Regions from separate parts of the Sus scrofa genome. Here region 2 is linked to region 1. A link is a contact called in public HiChIP or PLAC-seq data. All regions are on one chromosome and are shown on one strand. Each heading gives the region's core, a stretch centred on a gene start, on an enhancer-like site or on the middle of the called end of the contact. The rest is flanking DNA. Distances are from core to core; before and after follow the strand shown. Region 1 holds the start of IGFBP5 (insulin-like growth factor binding protein 5). Region 2 has its middle 96 kb from the start of TNP1.

Region 1 (3,450 bases), core at 567-3,066:
TAAAACTCGTGTTGGGTGCTCATAACGGAAGGGAATAGGAGGCAAGAAAAGCATTGTTCCCGTAAGAAATTACAGAATGAACATTATTTAGACAAGTCTTCACCCTTTTGGGAGAGGATCAATAGGTTGACGCCTTGGAACTCAGACTTTCATGTACAGTTCATTAAACTTTTTTTTTTCTTTTTAACATTTAAGACCAGGTAACTTCCCAAAGGAAACCCAGTCTAAGGGGCGCAGATCTGTTCTGATTGAACAAGGAGCTCTGTCAACCTTTTAAACCCTAGACTTCAGGCATTGAGAATTTGTGGGCGGGGCAGACCAGGGGCGGGGCTACTGGGAGGCGGAGGGGAGGCTCCGGGTGCGGGTGCGGGGCTTTTCGTCTCCGCCCCCTTGATTATGCATTCTGCGTTTCCAGGGCCCCTCTCGCATTTACACCACACCCACTTGTGATCAGGTTTGCTACTGAGTGGTGAGGAAAGAGAGTGGGGGATTAGCGCTGGCGGAGAAGCTGTGATGTCTGAATTTCACATGTCTTCTGGCCTCCCAACCCTATTTCCATCTTTCTTCCTAGGTAAAATCTGAATTGGGACAGAGGAAAAGGAATTAAGACTCAAGGACAAAAACTCAGCCCAGGAACACCGAACACTTCCTGCCAGTCCCTTTCTCTTACTCCCCTCCCCCAACCCCTTACCTCCCAGCCGCGCTGGTCTAAAGTAATCTTTCCCCACCGGGGAGGGAAAAAAAAAGTATTTTGCATATTCACATGTTTTACAATCTACCACAATCAGTCAAGTCTAAATCGACGAGAGTGCACGTGGGAGGGGCATCGAAGTCCCCACCCAAAAGGCATTAGCTACCTAGAATGCGTGCGTGCGTGTATGTGTGCATGTGAGTGTGCGTGTACGTGTGTTTGTGTGGTGTGGCGGGGTTGGAGAATAGAAACGTCAAAGAAAGACTGGCGGGGGCGGGTAGGGGGTTGGGAGGGACAAAGGTGGAATTAGCACAGAAGACCGGTAGCGTCTCTCTCTCCCGGTCCTCAGTTAAAACAATATTTTAACAAAGGAAATTTTTTTTTCAAGTTTAGGACCCCCCCCCAAAAAAAAACCGTATTGAGTGGATAGGGGGTGGGGTGGTAGAAGGAGATGATAACGTAAGGTGCACACTTTCGGAATGGAGATTGAGTACCTGGGGGTTTGGACCTAGAGACCAAGTAAGAGCTCAGAGTCGGTATTCAGTCGAGGGGAGAGAGGTGGGGGCAGGGGCGAAGAGAAGGAGCGAAAACCTGCAGAAGCTCGGCTAACCGCAGCCCGGGGTAGCAGGATCTGTCAGGGCTCGAATTCCAAGGTGCAAGGACCCTCCCCGCCCTCCTCCCGGGCTGCACCCCGGCTCTAAGCCACTTGCTGGGCAGAGCGCGCGGGGCCAGCCTGTCCCAAGTCCCCCGCCCGTGCGCCGTGTAACTGCCTGGCACACTGAGAGCGCTCACCGATCTTGGCTTGCTCGCGGTAGCTCTTTTCGTTGAGGCAAACCCCGCGGCCGTGCAGCAGGGCGTGCAGCGGCTTCTCCTCGTCCTGCCGGGGGAGGCAGCGCAGCCCCTGGGCGCAGCGCTCAGTGTAGACGCCGCACGACTGCCCCTCCGCCAGGGCGCAGGTCATGCAGCAGCCGCAGCCAGGCTCCTTGACCAGCTCACAGCCAAGGGGGCTGGGGGGGCACATGGAGAGGGCTTTCTCGTCGCAGGGCTCGCAGTGCACGAAGGAGCCCAGGCCCTGGGCCGGTCCGGCACAGGCGGCCAGCAGCAGGAGGACCGCGGTGAGCACCATCTTCTCCGAGTCTCCCCCTTTACCTGGGGCGGGGCAGGAGATCGAGAGTGCAAGGAGAAAGGGGCCAGGAAGGCGCGCGGAGAAATTCTTTTCTTTTTAAAATTTCTGGCAGGTAGAGCAGGTGCCCTCCCCCAGACAATTGCAAAATGCAGGGAGCGATGGAGGGCTGGAGTGCCTGCAAGCAAGTCCCAATTGCAAAGATTACAGACTTGCAACAGGTAGGGGGAAAAAGAGCAGCGCCAGGTGCACGCAGAGGAATTGGAGGTCAGAGAAACAAACCCCCAAGCCTGGCCTGGTCAGAATTGCAGGGGCTGGGAGGGAGCAAAAAATTGTCCCCCCCCTCAAACAACAACCAGAATAATGAGCTCGGAGGCAGTGGAGGGGGGAGGGATAAAAATAGATTTTTCTTCGAAATTTTTGTTTAAAATCTCAAACTACACCCTTCTCCTTTCTAACCCTCAGCCGCCAGCGGCGCACGGCTGCCGCGGAACAGGTATGAGGCGGCGGCTGCAGCCGCGACGGTGGGGGGAAAATGTTGAAATCAAGAAATTAAAAAAAAAAAAAAAAAAAAAAAGACCAAATCCAAACCCCTAACACCTCTTTCCTCCCACTCTGCCAGCACCTCTTCGAAATTCGCAGGTTCTACGTGAAGCTCGAAGAAGGGTGCAAACCGAGGAGGGGGTAATGAAAAGGAGGAAAAGGAAAAAAAAAAAAAAAAAAAAAAAAAAAAAAAAAGGAAAAAACCCACACCGCTTTGCAGCTCTTTCCTAGCTCTTTTTTCCCCGGCAGAAGTTTCCAAAGAGACTAAAGGCTCGGGTTGAGCAGGCGCTTTTAAATAGACGGCCCCTGGCTGCCAGCCAGTTTGTAGCTGCAATTTGAGCTCCCCAACACCCAACCCAGGCAAAGATGCCAAGGAGTACAAACTCACACGGGGTGGGGGTGGGGAGAGACCTTCTAGACACACGGGGGCTCCCCTTCACTGCCTGAACAGCACCCTGCCCTCCCTGAAATGGAAAAGAAGGGGCCAGAGAGACAAGGCTGGGGCAGCCAAGAGGGGGGTGGGGTGGGGGTGGGGGAGAGTTTGAATGTTCTTCCCAGCAGTGGATACAATAAGGACTAACTTGTCCCCCCTTCCCTCCCACCCCATAACTAGTCAAGGCCCAGGCTGGAAGGAGTATTTTCTTATTAGCCAACTGGACATATATACACTGCCCAAGAAATTCTCCCCTAATTTTGGGAAATGGCTGTCTGCTGGTGTATGAGTGACTGAATAAGGGGTGTGTGAGTGTGTGTGTGTGTGTTGGGGTGGGGAGAAATAAAAATAAAGGAAAAAATCTCTGAACTCACCCCCCCAAAAAAAAAATCTGGGAAAGGGGATTTAATCTAGTGTTTCTGTTGCTCTGTGACGTGACTGTCTTTGGTTATATGGTGAAGAAGTGGTTACTTGCCTTCAGTTACAGAGTTGGCCCAGGAAACCTCTGTGTGTGTGTGTGTGTGTGTGTGTGTGTGTGTGTGTGTGTGTTTTGTGTGTGTACTTGCAGGAAAGGACATTCATACCAGCAGCATTGTAGACAGAAATGAGTTACAGAGACCAGCACTTTGGAGGAAAGGCTAGGTCTGAAAAATCTTGCCT
Region 2 (3,450 bases), core at 549-3,048, 260 kb after region 1:
ATAATGGAAAAAAATGAAAATCATTAAAAAAATTTAAAAAAATTTAAAAAAGAGGAAATGGTCCTACATGGATGCGTTTTTACCTCTAGTGACAATTAGAAAAGTAATCCAACCAAAAAGTTGTTATGGTAAAAGCCAAAGACTGTCAGAGCTGAGTTCCTGCATGACCTGTACTTTGCTGATGTTTCACAACACCTCATTGAATCTTCACCACCATCCTATGAGCTTGGTACAGTAATTATTCCTACTTTGTAGGTGAGAAGAGTGAGAGTACGAAATTTAGTAGTTGTCTCATTAGGGGCTGTTAACTTAGGGTTATATTGAGTCTCCCTACAGTTGGCCAGTCTGCATCTATGCCTACTCCTCTCCACACTCTTAGCTTCAGTGGGTATTTCTGGATTCAGCCTGGTGATCCTGTTGATGCAGAGACTGGGAGCCTCATATATCAACTGTCCCAACTTTTCCCTTAGCTATGGGGTCAAGAGTGAGAAGGGACTGTCCTCTCCATAGTGTAGGCATTTGCTCTGGAAAGCTAGAATGGAGACAGCTGCCAAAGGGATTTTGCTTTATTTATCTTTTAGATTCTCCTCCTGCAAAGAGTCCCTACACCTGGACTTTTCAGAGCTGAAAGATTGAATGAGTAAGTGGAAGTTGCCAGGGGTGGGAACAGGGGTAGGTAGCAAGAGTTTCCTCTACCAGCACTGCTGCCAACTTTGATCATGTCCTTTCTCTCCATGTGGGAGTTTTCTTAAGTCACATCCTGGTTAGCAGAAGAAGAAATGGTGCAAGGAGGACCAAGGCTGGAGCCAGCAGGATGTGATGGGCCAGAAGTGTAAGGAAGAGGGAGGAGGGATTCACCACAGGCTGTTGGGAGCTGAGGTTACCATCAGAGATCAAGGGTGGAGTCTTCCTGAAAACCTACCCTTACCCCACTGCTTAGCAGCAGTGTTTACTTAACATTATTATTAGCTTCATTTTTCTCATTAGTAAAATGTGGGTAAAAGTAAAAACTCTTACCTTATAGGGTTGTTGTGGGTATGAGACAGTACCTATAAAGAACATAGGACAGTACCTAATAAGAGCTCAATAAATATGAGCTATTGTTAATAATCCTATTGTTAAAATATTTTGGAAAGGAAATGAAGCAAAAGAGCACGTCTGCCTCCAGGATAGGTGCCAGAAAAGTAAAATGTATAAAGTGGGAAGGAGGAAGCTGGATTTGGAAAATAAATGTATGGAGTTTAATTTAAATTTCAGGTAAGCAACAAGGATGTATTTACATACATTTACAACATATTTACTTACATTTATATAAAATATACATTTTTATTTAATATAAGTATCTTCCATGAATTGTTCTTTATCTGCGATACAAGTTTCACTCAGCCATATTTTACCTGGCAATTCTATGGGGGGTTGAGAAGGAGGGGAAGGAAAATAAATCTCTATTTTTATCTAGAGGAAACTTTTTGATGCTTAACAGCAGTATTCCATCCAATGCCGCTTCTCGTGTTATGTTTCTAGAGGATTGAGGCCCAGACGAGGAAACCTCTCTCTCCAATAACTGGGACCAGGCAGCCATTTCACTGCATTAATCCACCCCATGAAACTGGAGCCTGTGTTTGCTGGTTATTAAGCTACCCTGCCCTCCAATCCCATCCCCCCTTCCCCAAACACACAGGCATACAGACATACAAAGGCCTTGGCTGGAGTTGGAGAGGTTAAGGGGGAGAAGGGGCGGGGAAAGGATTAGAGTCTTATCAAAATAGCATCTGCAGAGATCCTTCCAGGATAGGCATAGCTCCCAATGTCTGTGGCCTGGGGCCAGGCCTGCGGAGGGTGGGAAAACAGCAGCTGGCCAGGGAAGGAGTGGTCCCTTGAGGGCGGAGGTTTCGCCAGGTGTATTGGGGTGGGGGTGGGGAGTTGGGGGGAATACACTTTTCTTCCCTTTTCAGGGCCCCCTGCCCCACCTAACTCTTTTTCTGGACTTTTTTTTTTTTTTTCCTTTCTTTCTGGTTAAGCAGTTACTTTCCAGGCATCAAGTAGCAAGAGCTCCTTCAGCCAGGATATTAATATTTCTTGGACTCTTGCATTTCACATGGGATTCACCCATGTCTGAGTGAGCCCGAGGCCCTCCTGCAGGCAGACAAGCTTGCAGGTCTGGGGTCAGAGCCTTGTTGCTGAGGGGAGCTCTTCCTTTTGGGAACCATCTTATCCTTTCCCCTCCTTTCATGTCTGGCTTGCTCTAAACCCATTCAAAGACAGTAGGAAGAGAAGAGTTTATTCTTCAAGATCCCAAGTTCCCTGGTTCTCATTCACTGACAGCAAAGTTGTCTAAAGTTCACCACATCTTTCAGCTGCAGTGTGAGGTTTCTCACCCATTTCTTTTGTGGGTCCTCATTGTCAAACATATTTTTTTTCTACTTCCTTTTTGCTTCTCATGTCTAGTTATCAGTAAAAGAGAAAAAAAAATCAGAGCAGATGGTTTAAGAACAGCTTATTTTGAAGTGTAGAAGAACTTCCTAAGCATGACATCAAGGGGAGAAATCCACAAGGACCAATATTGATAGATGTGATTCTGTAAAGACTTGTATGCCTCAAAATTGTATACTGAAGACTTGTATGCCTCAAAATTCCACAAAAAACTTACTCAAGAAATATTTATTACATATATCCTTTAGAGAGAGCTAATACAAATCAGTAAGAAAGAGAAACATGTATAACTAATGCAGACATTTAAATGGCCAATAAACATATGGAGAAAAAAGATCAACCTGAGTGGTAAGGAAAGAAAATGTTTCTTTTTTTCAAATTGAAATAGCAATGGTATGTTAATTTTCTGTGTTTAAAAAAGTGACAAAATATATTTAAAAAAGATATCAAGTGTTGGCAAGAATGAGGAAATACTGGGACTTCCAAGAAATGTAACTTGCAATGTTAAAATGTACAATATTTTGTAAAGGTAATGTAGTGACACAAGAAACAATGATGTTCCAAACCTTCCAGTCAGTAATTCTATGTCTAGTAATCTTTCTAAGAACATAATTAATGCTTTATGCCAAGATGTAGCTGTGAGGATATTTATCACAACAGTTTTTATAATAAGAAAGAACTTGAAACTTGAAATTGTGTCCAACACTTGTTTTAATGAATTATGATACATGGATTACTGAACTGTATAGACATTTAAATGTACACTGTAGGATCATGGTTTTTAAGCAATTCGCAATGGAGTCCTCTGGGGTGGGATTTTGGGATATAGGTCTCCTATCCCTGATGTGTACTTTTCTGTTTTATATGCTAGGCTTCCATGTAAGATTTAATTCGAGCCAAGAATTCACAGTTAAAGATAGATTAAAAATCACTCCTAGAGGAAAACATTTAGGGACTTGCCAGATACCTGCTGTTTGCCCTCCTAGATCCACTTTCCTATTAAAGGAGGTGTATTTT

The links. HiChIP or PLAC-seq counts read pairs in DNA pulled down with a chosen protein or histone mark.
Region 2: an H3K27ac HiChIP or PLAC-seq map of skeletal muscle shows a contact between it and region 1, with 3 times the contacts expected there. The contact joins the enhancer-like site here to the promoter of IGFBP5 in region 1. A contact is called at or near these places in 1 of 5 promoter capture datasets (fetal skeletal muscle), 7 of 47 Hi-C or Micro-C datasets (embryonic fibroblasts, epiblast stem cells, liver and 3 more) and 1 of 2 datasets of contacts at active chromatin or transcription factors (skeletal muscle).

What each region holds. Positions count from the first base shown.
Region 1 is chr15:118,875,971-118,879,420 of Sscrofa11.1, forward strand. It overlaps IGFBP5 (insulin-like growth factor binding protein 5), which reads right to left and starts at 1,817. Exons shown (of 4, transcript NM_214099.1): 1 at 1,484-1,817. The coding sequence starts at 1,817.
Region 2 is chr15:119,132,738-119,136,187 of Sscrofa11.1, forward strand. No RefSeq gene overlaps it. Among named protein-coding and RNA genes, the nearest start is that of TNP1, 96 kb to the left of the region's middle. Within about 2 kb of position 1,799, at least 4 of the 83 cell types and tissues checked have an H3K27ac peak or open chromatin away from gene starts, as enhancers often do. A contact at or near this core is called in fetal skeletal muscle and skeletal muscle, where this site is marked.